Regions from separate parts of the Mus musculus genome. Here all the other regions are linked to region 1. A link is a contact called in public promoter capture Hi-C data. All regions are on one chromosome and are shown on one strand. The core of a region is the stretch at or near the end of the contact, and the rest is flanking DNA. Distances in the headings are between cores, read along the strand shown.

The links. Promoter capture Hi-C pulls out the DNA fragments that hold promoters and counts their contacts.
Region 2: a contact with region 1 is called in a promoter capture Hi-C map of hippocampal neurons, with 2.6 times the contacts expected there. The contact joins two enhancer-like sites. A contact is called at or near these places in 6 of 39 promoter capture datasets (the C10 cell line, cranial neural crest, frontonasal cranial neural crest and 3 more), 3 of 484 Hi-C or Micro-C datasets (cortical neurons, myocytes and uterus), 1 of 115 datasets of contacts at active chromatin or transcription factors (embryonic forebrain) and 1 of 9 other capture datasets (embryonic stem cells).
Region 3: a promoter capture Hi-C map of hippocampal neurons shows a contact between it and region 1, with 2.4 times the contacts expected there. The contact joins two enhancer-like sites. A contact is called at or near these places in 8 of 39 promoter capture datasets (the C10 cell line, the HPC-7 cell line, cranial neural crest and 5 more), 2 of 15 datasets of contacts at CTCF or cohesin (the NIH/3T3 cell line and large pre-B cells), 2 of 484 Hi-C or Micro-C datasets (bone marrow-derived macrophages and muscle stem cells), 4 of 115 datasets of contacts at active chromatin or transcription factors (craniofacial prominence, embryonic limb bud, forebrain and 1 more) and 2 of 9 other capture datasets (embryonic stem cells and liver).

Annotation. Positions count from the first base shown.
Region 1 is chr6:30,673,543-30,677,244 of GRCm38.p6, forward strand. The region is part of intron 2 of Cep41 (centrosomal protein 41); the gene reads right to left. It overlaps Gm13782 (a long non-coding RNA gene), which reads left to right. Exons shown (of 5, transcript XR_377397.3): 3 at 324-430. Among named protein-coding and RNA genes, the nearest start is that of Gm13782, 7.8 kb to the left of the region's middle. Within about 2 kb of position 1,964, at least 148 of the 459 cell types and tissues checked have an H3K27ac peak or open chromatin away from gene starts, as enhancers often do. A contact at or near this core is called in cortical neurons and hippocampal neurons, where this site is marked.
Region 2 is chr6:31,031,506-31,035,207 of GRCm38.p6, forward strand. No RefSeq gene overlaps it. Among named protein-coding and RNA genes, the nearest start is that of Gm40359, 18 kb to the left of the region's middle. Within about 2 kb of position 1,621, at least 54 of the 459 cell types and tissues checked have an H3K27ac peak or open chromatin away from gene starts, as enhancers often do. A contact at or near this core is called in cortical neurons and hippocampal neurons, where this site is marked.
Region 3 is chr6:30,981,203-30,984,904 of GRCm38.p6, forward strand. No RefSeq gene overlaps it. Among named protein-coding and RNA genes, the nearest start is that of Klf14, 24 kb to the left of the region's middle. Within about 2 kb of position 1,594, at least 29 of the 459 cell types and tissues checked have an H3K27ac peak or open chromatin away from gene starts, as enhancers often do. A contact at or near this core is called in hippocampal neurons, where this site is marked.

The DNA of each region.
Region 1 (3,702 bases), core at 714-3,213:
TTCTACTGTGCTGGGGATTGAACCCATGGCCATATATGTACTAAGTGAATGCTCTACCATTAAGCTATGTGCCTGTTCCTGAAAGTTAATTTCTTCACTATCAACACTTCCTGTGGGTTTGCACAACACTGCATCCTATATCAGCAGACCCCCACTGGGACTCTCAGAAGCAAGGGCTCCCCCACTCCCCCATCATTTCTTTTTCCTACTGAAGGAAAAAGGCAGGAAATAAAAAACCTCTCGTATTTCACAAATACCTGGGGAAATTATGAACAAATCTAAAAGAGGTAGTAACAAAGTAACAAAGGCTCTTTTCTTTCCAGCCTTTCGCTCCTCTCCAGGTATGGAGAAGACAGTGGAGAGTTTCCACAGGGCTTCAGTTGGAGAGAGGAGACACTGAGGACTGCCCCCAGGCCCTGTGACCGACTCAGTAAGTATGAACAGTGGCACTTTATCACCCGTTTGCTAGTAGTGTGTCACGTAAGTGCTTTGTCTTACTACATCTAATTGCAACAAAATTACTGGAAACAGAGGAACTTCATAGGTCATTTATTTACAAACATGTCTTTTATACCAGAGGAGCCTGAAAAGCTATCAGAGAACTAATCTTTTAAGACTTTAAAAAATCAAGTATTATTGCCAAATTTTCCTAAATAAGACTAATTAAAAAGCCAAACAAAGGAAACTAAAAGCTCAGCAGCTGTCCACTGCCCAATACTGAACGGAGCTCCTAGCTCGAGTGGGGAGGGTGCCAGCGGCTTGCCGGCTTTTCCAGCACAGTCTTAATGGCTTTCCTTGAGCTCGGCTAACCTTCATTTCCTAATGTCCCTACACTGGCTTATCCACCAGGAAGTAGCTTTTCTCTGCCCGCATTCCTGCAGCAAGCATTTATCACTGTCTGGACTGCCTTATCTACCTTCTTCAACAGAAAGCCCAAGGCTATTTATCTGTGCACATCCATAAGCACGCTCACAAGCTTCACTCCTGTGTTCTCGTGTAGGAGACACTAAAAAACGTTGGCTGGGTGGAACAGACTACAAAACTCTGCTGTCTTAAAAGTCCTTAGGGTAAGTTATTTTATAATGTAAATGATCCCATTCGGATTTGGCTTGTGTTTCACACACCCTATTTTCTGACTTTCTTTAAATGATGAGGTACAACTTGATTGATACACGATTATATTACAGGGTACACGTATAAGCCACCGACTCAGGTAGCCTAGAAATGCCTAAGGTGGTATTTGGTTTCTGCCTTGTTTACCACTGAAGTTGCAATGAAAGATATCTAACAAGAGCTCCCCAATTTGAATCAAGAGAAAGAAACAAGTCCATCAGTAGCCCTATGCAAAGCCGGAGCACAATCGATCCACCGAGTGACTCAGGGCTTTGAGTTTTTCCCCATTGGGTTCCTATAATTTAATAATGTTATTTGTACTGAGCATGTAACAAAAGCTAATGCTTGTGAGCAGCAGTAATCTAGAGAGGGTGAGATTTATAAGGCAGGAATTCAGTTGCTAAGAGACAGCTCCACGGCTTCATTTTTTTTCTTCAATATTTCCCTCCTCTATGGAGAAGTTCTTTTGGCTCAGAAGAAGCAGGAAGCGTGAAAAGAGGCACAGTGAGCCTTTGTTAACCCAGGGGAGTTATATGTGGGTCTACAGCTTTCTGGTTTGTAAAAGCCTTTCACATACATTCCTTCCTTTGACAAATCAAATACCAAATAAAAATGAAGTGCGTGTAGCCTGTAATGAGCTTGAGTGCTTAAGATCAAAACTATTAGCGAATATTCAGGAAAAGTAGAGACTAATGAAGAGAAAAGGAAATGATTAGTTGTGCAGATGTAACAAAAGGAAGGTGACACCCACAAAAGTGAAACTCATGCTACAGAGACTAGTGGAGAAGGGCTGCGGGATTTTAGAGCTGCAGACATGCCTAAGATTGAAAACAGCACAGGGCGACGGCTCTGCAATGAGCCAAGACGAGCAGGGTTGGAGCACTCTCTCAGTGCAGCCTGTGGCTGCAGAACACAGAGCTGGGACAGGGCAAAATGCCCTCAGGGAGCCTCAGAGGCCAGCCCCAGGCACGGTCTGGAGGGCCTGAGGAGATCCACCTAGGCACCTCGGGCACAAAGCAGTGCTGGAAGCTCGTGTAATTCTGAGACGTCAGCCACAGCGCTACCAGGGTGCAGGTTTCTGTGAGACGTGGGATCAGGAGGACAGAGACAAAAGAGCCTCTTCCAAAAGGAAGGGAGCAGCCTTTCAAGAATACAAGACATGCCACAGAATTCTTGATTTTGTGTGTGCATGAATGATTCTAAATTAATCACTATTTCACAAGAAAGGATTAAAGGCTCACCTACTTAGCCTAGAGATGAGAACTGCTCAATCATTCTGCCCATTTCCATGTCTCTGGCTGCAGAGCTTAAAAACCATGCCAAGGTGAGACCTTCTCCCTGCAGCACGGCTCTCAGGTCCCTCTTAGTGCTTTCTTAAGGAGGACTCCTCAACACTTTTACCTATGGCAATGCTAACATTTGGGCAAAATAAAGTGTTCAGGGCTGCTGTACCCGAGAGTCCCCAAAGGCTGGCAGGCTGTCCATATAACCCACAAGTTCCGCACACAAAAATATTTGAAAACTCGAACACTAGAGATCTCTCCCTAAAGCTGATTGATGGCTAAATGTGAAACACACACCAAATCAAATGCTAGGGCAGGATTTTGTTCCCACACTGACTATAAAATATTTGGGGGCTTGAAGCAATAAGGCACATTTTGGCCCTTCCAAAAGCTATTATAGAACTAGTTTGAGAGACTTTTGCTTCTAGGGAAGATGGGTAGATATAATTTACCCCTTTAGTTAAGTCCCACAAAACCCCCAGACAACCCACAGCATGGGAGCATACATCTGAAAATCATATTTCTGTTAAGAGTCTAGTATCCAGAATAAACAAAAGAACTTACAATGTGGAAAAATAACCACTTTTAAAAATGAGCAAATCATCTGAATAGACATCTCTCCATAGGAAATATACAAGTGCCAGTAAGCACACAAAATGGTGTTCATCATCGTTAGTCATCAGTAGCACACAAGTTAAAATCGAGTAAGATACTCCATCGTGGCAGTCTTAACCAAGACGATGGGCCAAGCACTGGTGAGGGTGTGGAGAGGACACACCCCTCCCACCCTGCTGATGGCACGGTAAAGTGGTATGGCTTGATTAGAAAAATTTGGCATGTCTTCAGAAAAAAAGAAGTATCATATGGCCAGTAATTCAACTCCTCAATATATACACAAGAGAACTAGAAACACACGTACACAAAAACTTGCATATACTGATGCTTTTAAAACACACCATGTCCAAAAAGTATGGAACACCCATTTTAAAGGACATTATTTGGCAACAGAAAGGAGTGGAGAGCTGACTTAGGCTGTGGCATGAGTGTGCCTGGAATGCACTACACTATACAGTGCTCAGAACAGGCAAATCCCCGGAAACAGAAAACAGGCCAATCGTTCTCAGCATAGTTAAAATGTTAATTCTCTCCAAACTGATAAATAATTTGTATTAAAAAGTCAGCCCTTTTATAAATGTGAATAAAATGACTCTAAAATGTATATGGAAAGACAAGGGAATAGTTAAGAGAATTTTGCAAAGAAGAATGGAATGAGAATAATGAGGCTAACCCACCCCAGGTATCCAGT
Region 2 (3,702 bases), core at 371-2,870, 360 kb after region 1:
TAGCACACGCAATTGTAAATACTACTGTGCACTTGTATAGGAATCCCATGAAAGAATTTCTACAGGGCCCATAGCACGCTCACAACGGTTCCTGTGGGCAAAGTTGTTCCTCTTATGCAGTCCAACAAGGAATCATAAAACAGTTTTTTCCAGCTGGGTGAGGTGGTGTGCACCTATGATCTGAGCATCCAGAAGTCGGAGGCAGGGGAATCACGAGCTTAGTCTTTGTAGTGAGTTCCAGGCCAGCCAGGGCTACACACAGTGAGACTCTTGGCTCAAAAACAACGAAAATTGTACTAGCTATACCAGAAGAGTGAGTTATCTTTCTGGAGAAAACACTATAAAGTTGCTGTTATATGAACCAGTGATCAAATGTCATGTGGCCAAAACACAGGAAAAACAGGGCTTAAGCCAGAATTTTTTTAAGGGCAATGCTGGTGATATTTGTCAGCTTCTTCAAAAATATTATGATAATGTTTATAATTTTAAATCATATTCTCACCTAATTTACATTTGTGAATTAGGTCCTATTGATCACAATAAGCCTTTAAAATTACACTCAAGCTTTAGAAGACCTGGGTACATATACCCCTGGTTACATGTGGCTTCACTGATAACCATGCAGAAGAATTATAGAAATAAGAATTAATGTAATAATATTTGTGATCGAATTTAAGATTCAATTCCAAAAATTACTTTAAAAACACTTTTTCTAAATGTGTGTGTGGGGTGGGGGTGGGGGAGACAGACAGGCAGGCAGAGAGAGAGAGAAAGAGAGAGAGAAAGAGAGAGAGAGAGAGAGAGATGTCTGTGTCACACTGGGCGGGTAGAGGTCAGGACAGTATCAGCTGTTCTCAGCTTTCATCCACCAGGCTAGCTGGCTGGAGCATCCCAGGATTCTCCTGTCTCCACTTCCCATCTTAAAGGAGGCACACCTGCGGTAGATGTGCTATGGTACCAGTGTTTCATGGACTTTCTCAATCTAAGCTCGGGTCCTCACATTTGTGCACCAAAGTCCTTTTCACACACAGAGCCATCTGCTCTGCCCTAAAATTCCGATTTAATGAGCTTATGCAAAGAAGTATGCAGACATGTATATATATATATATATATATATATATACACACACACTGATAACTTTTGACAAATGTGTCAACCTATGAAACAGCTCTCAAATCAACATAGAACATATTTTCATCATCTTCCAAAATTTCTTTGTGCTACTTTCTAGTAAATTCTCCCCACACACGGAAGTTGTTCTGATTTTCATCACCAGAGATTAGCTTACCTACATGTGAACTTCGTAGGAAAGGACTTACACAGGGTGAGCCCTGTTTGTGACCGATTTCTTGATTTATCTTGTACACGGCAGTAATTTCACAGGCCAGGTTGACTATGTTAAGGCAGGCCAAAGCATAAACAAGATCTCTGGGCCTATGAGGATATTCCTACAAGAGATTAGTATCAAATTGGTCGACTGAGTTTGATCTGTAGGTGGGATCTGTCCTCACCGTTGTAGTGGATGTCATCCAGGCCTGAGGCTTACATAGGACAAAAGTGCAGAGGTAGGCTGCCTCTTTTTCTCAGCTAGGCCAGCCTCTGCTTCCTTTCCCTGGGTCTGCCATCTCCAGGGCTTACAGCGCCAACGCTACCCACCCCCACCCAGCTTTCCAAGCCTTTGGATTCAGGCTGAGTTAGAGCCAGCAGCTCTACGTCGCCATCTTGTGGCCACCAGAGGATATGGCAACATATCATCTCGGTCGCCATTATATGAGCCAATTCTGGCTTTCTCTTTATGTCTGTACCCACATCAGCTACATCACATCGACTCACCCACCCATCTTTTCTCCAACTCCTGTCAGTTACCTATCTGTTATCTATAACTATTCGTATGTATACAACGTCTCTTCCCACCTTTCTGGATAACTGACTAATATGTCCTTTGAAGACTTATCTATGCTGTGGTATACACCAGCAATCCGTGTCTCTCTCTCTCTCTCTCTCTCTCTCTCTCTCTCTCTCTCTCTCTCTCTCCCCCTTCCTTCCTTTCTTTTTTCAATTACAGAGTGGTATTCAGTTAACAGAACAACAATTATCTTCATATAAGCTGCATCAAAGACTACTGAAGATTAAAAAAAATAATAATAAAACCAAAAGAAAAAAAAACAAAAACTTAACTACTGTCCCCATATATAACTAATTTGTGCTGTGCACAACAAGAACCTGCTTTAACTTTCCAATCCGGTCCACCTCCCTGGGGAGTAGTATATCACTGTTTCCTTATTTGCCTGATGAACATTTCGTTATTTCTAGACTTTGTTTATTATGAATAAATATATATAAATATGTGCCTAAGTAATTTTCGGAAGATGGACTTCCATTTCTCTTGGGGATGTGCTGTGGAATTCCTCCATCCTATAGAAGGTAATTATTGAAACATTTTCCAAAGTGGTCTCAGTTTCAACCCTGACTCAGTGGTTAATGAGTGAACTGGTTATTTTATTTTTAACAGCATCCGAAGGGGTGTGAAGTGGTATCCTGTCTGTGGTTTTTTCTCATAACTCCCTGATGAATAATGAGACCGAGTGCCTTCTCAGGTATTTACTGACCGCCCCATCCTCGTTATCAAGTGTTTCCCAAATAGCTTGAGTATTTTAATTTGGATTATCTTTTACTAATTTGCATACACTCTGTAAATTCAGTTCTGATTGAAATCTTTAATTAGTTCAGATCTATCTATCTATCAAGCATACATTTTTACACAATCTATAGTCTGTCTTCCATGGCTTAATTTTTTTTTTTTTTTTTTTTTTGAGACAGGGTTTCTCTGTATAGCCCTGGCTGTCCAGGAACTCATTTTGTAGACCAAGCTGGCCTCAAACTCAGAACTCCACCTGCCTCCGCCTCCCGAGTGCTGGGATTATAAAGGTATGCTCCACCATGCCAGGTTCCATGGCTTAATTTTTAAATTTTATAGTTAGAGTTATATAATTCCACAAATGGGGGTTTCTGTAATATACACCTTTACTTGGTTTCCTCTATGAGTTAATAATTCAAGTTCTCCTAATGTATGGGGTTTCTCCACTTCTCTTACCATTGACTTCTAATTTAATTTGGCTGTGGCCAGACAGCATGACCACCTCAGCAAGTTAGCAGCATATCATCTACCATCACAGTAAACATCTGTGCAGGTGTGGTGAGAATATTTAAGATCTGCTATCAGCAAATTTCTGATGTACAGTAGAGTATTGACTATAGTAGTCATGCTGTTGGCTGGCTCTCCAGAACTTTCTTCCTATCTTTTAACCAACAGCTCCCATGTCCCCAGCAACTCCGCAGCTCCTAGCAACCCCCATCCTATACTCCGCTTCTCTGATTTCATCTCGTGTAGATTCTGCATATCAATGAGCACACTGCGGGGTTTATACTGTGTCTAGGTTATTTCCCTTGGCATCATGTCCTCCAGGTCAAGCTTGTGACAAATGACAGGATCCCTTTCGCTTTGGGCTGCACAGCAATCCACTGTACGCCTCCCTGTCACTCAGCCGCCAGGGACCAGGCTCAGTCTGCACTGGACTGCTTGGAGCAGCCGTGATCATAGGAATGTAAGCATGGCTCTGACATACTGAGTTTGTTTCCTTGCGTCTGTAACCCCAGGGTAACATTGCTGGCCACGGGGCACTCACTAATGAAGTGTTCCGC
Region 3 (3,702 bases), core at 344-2,843, 310 kb after region 1:
AGACAGAGAAGAAAAGCACAGGGAAAGCACACTTGAAAATCACAGTTTGTGGCTAAGAAACTGGATGTGGTCAAGGATGGTTTCTCCAAATCGAACATTAGTGGAGACGTGAGCTTATTTTGTGTCCTAAACTACAGGTTATATACCCAAATCAGCTGCCCCTTATATTCCTCTTGGCAGGTATTTCTGTAAAATGCTGCGTTACTAGCAGAAGGAGCCTTGCCTGGTGCTGGAATCAGAGTCCAGGAACCTGCACATTTCCCAAGAGTGGGATGTCTCATGTCACATTTGCGTGAGGATGACACATCTTTCAAGGGGATCAAACACTCCGTGAGCATGCAGTGCCTTTCTCTCACAAGATAATAACAGCCCACACCTAGTGCTCACCCGCTGCCAGCATGATGTCTTAGGCATTTCCTACGTCATCTGTGCAGTAAGATTCTGAGTAACAGTGACTATTTTGAGTGTTTACAATGTAGCATTCACTTAATGTTCTTTGTATCAGGTCTTCTTTAACCCTCTCCAGATTCCTATGCAAGAGGTCTCATTGTAGCCTGGAGTGGTGGCGCAAGCCTTTAATCTCAGCACTGGGAGGCAGAGGCAGGCAGATTTCTGAGTTCGAGGCCAGCCTGGTCTACAGAGTGAGTTCCAGTACCTACACAGAGAAACCCTGTCTCGAATAAACAAACAAACAAAAAAACAAAACAAAACAAAAAAGAAGTCTCATTGTTTCAGATAGGGAACAGGAAGCCTGGAGGAGTTGGGCACTGATCAAGTCAGAAAGATCAGTAAGTTGGGGAGTGGGAATTTGGACTTGGTAGCTATTGGGGTGGGGCAGGCTAGTGATGGAGACTTACTGGTTGTTTCTAGACTCCATGGGTCCCAGCTTTTATAATAGCAGAGCCACATCTACGAGACTCCTGTTTTAGGTATCAGACAGTTCCGCTTACATCTTTTTCTAAAGCAATTGCTTCTCCTGTGAGTGGACTTGTCTGTCTGTCTCCTGTCATCAGCAAGGGCTGATCAGTCTTCAAATCGCATGCATCCCTGTGAAACAGGCTGCCGTTTTAACTCTTAAAACAGGGGACCATGTTTTAAGTGAATCAGAAGAACATTCCATTGCGACTCGTGTTGAAACCATCAATAAAATCACAAGAAGGTTTTTATAACCATCACATCATTTTTTGTGTTTTGTAAATCTGGAACTCTGCCGTGTTGGATTTTCTTGGGAGAGGCACATGATTTGAAAGGGAACCTTAACCTTTTAATTCAACGTAGCAAGTGTTTTTACACTTCTAGGGATTCAAGCTGACTGGTGAATGAACGAGAAATGCGCTTTAGACACAGAGTTGCTTTCGTGCGGTAGCAAAACACAGGATCTAATTTGAGACTCTGTAAAACTGCTTTTTAAGGATCTGGCGGAAAAGGATGTCACAGGTACAAAGTACATAGTGTCCAGAGCTAAGATAAAGAGAAGCTATCTCATCTTGGAATCGACATTTTATTGTTGGGAAGGGTTTACATTCATTTCCCCTTCGAGACGACTTGATAATCTTTGTGGAAGCTTTTTCTGTTGAAAACGGAAAAAAGAAAAAGCTTTTTTTTTTTTTTTTTCCTTTGCGTCAAGCTCCTGGCGCTGTCTTAGTGGCAAAATGGTGCTCTCTAGTGGCAGAAGAAGGAGTTACTTTTTTTTTTTTTTTTTTTTTTTTTACTTTCTCAGTTTAGTCAAGAAATCTTTTTTTTTTTCATTAATTAATTTACTCATTTATTTTACATCCCGATCGCAGTTCCCCTCCCTTCTCTCCTCCCAGACACACCCTCACACACCCCTCACCCCACTACCCTCCCCTCTTCTCTAAGGAGAAGGAGAACCCCCCCCTTTAGGTACCACCCCTCCCTGGGACATCAAGTCCTTCTCCCATTGAGGTCCAGCAAGGCAGACCAGCTAGGGGAAGGTGATCCAATGGCAGCAACAGAGTCAGAGATTCCCAGCCCCCACCCTGAACTTTTAGGGGACCCACATGAAGACCAAGCTGCATCTGCTTTAAACGTGTAGGGGGCTTAGCTCCAGCCCCCGCATGCTCTTTGGTTGGTGGTTCAGTCCCTGTGAGATCCCACGGGCTGAGTGAGGTTAGTTGACCCTGTAGGTCTTCTTGTGGTATCCTTGACCCCTCCGGTCTCTCAGTCCTTCCCTGAACTCTTCTACAAGACTCCCCCAACTTTGCCTGATGTTTGGCTGTGGGTCTCTGCATCTGTTTCCATTCACTGTTGGATGAAACCTCTCAGGAGACAGTTATGCTAGGATCTTGACTGCAAGCATAGCTGAGTATCATTCATAGTGTCAGGGGTTGGCTCTCTCCTGTGGGATGGGGCTCAGGTTGGGCCAGTCATTGGTTGGCCTTTTCCTCAGTCTCGGCTCCATCTTTCTGAGCCTGAGCGCCGGCTGTGTATGAGTGTTTTTGTATGAAGGATGTCCTGACAACCGATAGCTTCTTATGAAGAGCTCACATGGCTGGACTAGACAACGATGAATATCTGCGGGGCCTTCTATCTGCAATGTCACAGTAGTGAGAACAAGAGAATTCTAGCCAGATCTGGAGACATGTGGCAAAAGAATATGTCGGTTTTTTAAAAAGAAAAATGTTGATTGGCTTTTCTTCTATTTAATATAATTACATGTTTATTGTAGGAAATTTTAGGAAATACAATTGAGGTTTTAAAAATTATTCCCCAGTTCCATCACCCAGAGACAATCAATTGGATGTGCATAATTTAACTTTTAACAAAATGTTGCTTATGCTTCATAATTTCATTAAATCACTCAATAGATTTTTGAGATGTTTCCTGTTACTAAATACACGAACATGACATGATTACACCTTTTAAAAATAGCAATTAGTTCATGGTTAAAATTGGTATTTAGTTAGTGAGAAAGAGATTTCTTTGGGAGAAAGTTTATATCATTGTAACAGTAAATTGAGTCTTCTTTTAAGACTATGGTCGGTCATTTAACTCTGTGTTGCCAAAGTCAATGTTACCATTTTTATCATAAGCATCTACACCATGATTTGAAAGTTTATTTCTTTTACTTTGATTTTTTTTTTATTTTTTAAAGTTAACACACAAAGATACACATTTGTTTATGGAGTTTTTATACCTAGGTGTTATTTTTCTTTTGTCGTTATCTGTCTCTCTCTAGCTGTCTTCCCTCATCCCCTCACTCCTCGCTTTCTGTTTCTCTACAAATACTCTCTGCTTTCATGTAATATGGATTTCATTTCTCTGTCCCACTTAAGATTTCTTCCTCTCCTGTTCACCCCCCCCCCTTTTCTACACAGAGAGGGGGAGGGGGAGTGAGGGAGAGGGGAAGGGGAAAGGGGGGAAGGGGGAAAGAGAGAGAAAGTGGGGGAGGGGAGAGAGGGAGGGGGAGGGGAAAAGGGGAAGAGGGAGGGGAAGGGGGGGGAGAGGATGTTTACCTATATGAGAGAAACATCCAGCATTTGTCTTTCTGGGTCTGGCTTACTTTGTGTAACATAATGACTCCAAATTGGACTCATTTTCCTGCAAATCTCATTTCATGTTCTTTGTAACCAAATACAATGTAACCGTCCCACATTCTTTACCCATTCATCTTTTGATGGACACCTAGTTGGCCCGTTTCTCAGCTATTGTGAGTTCAGCAGCAATAAACATGGATGTGCA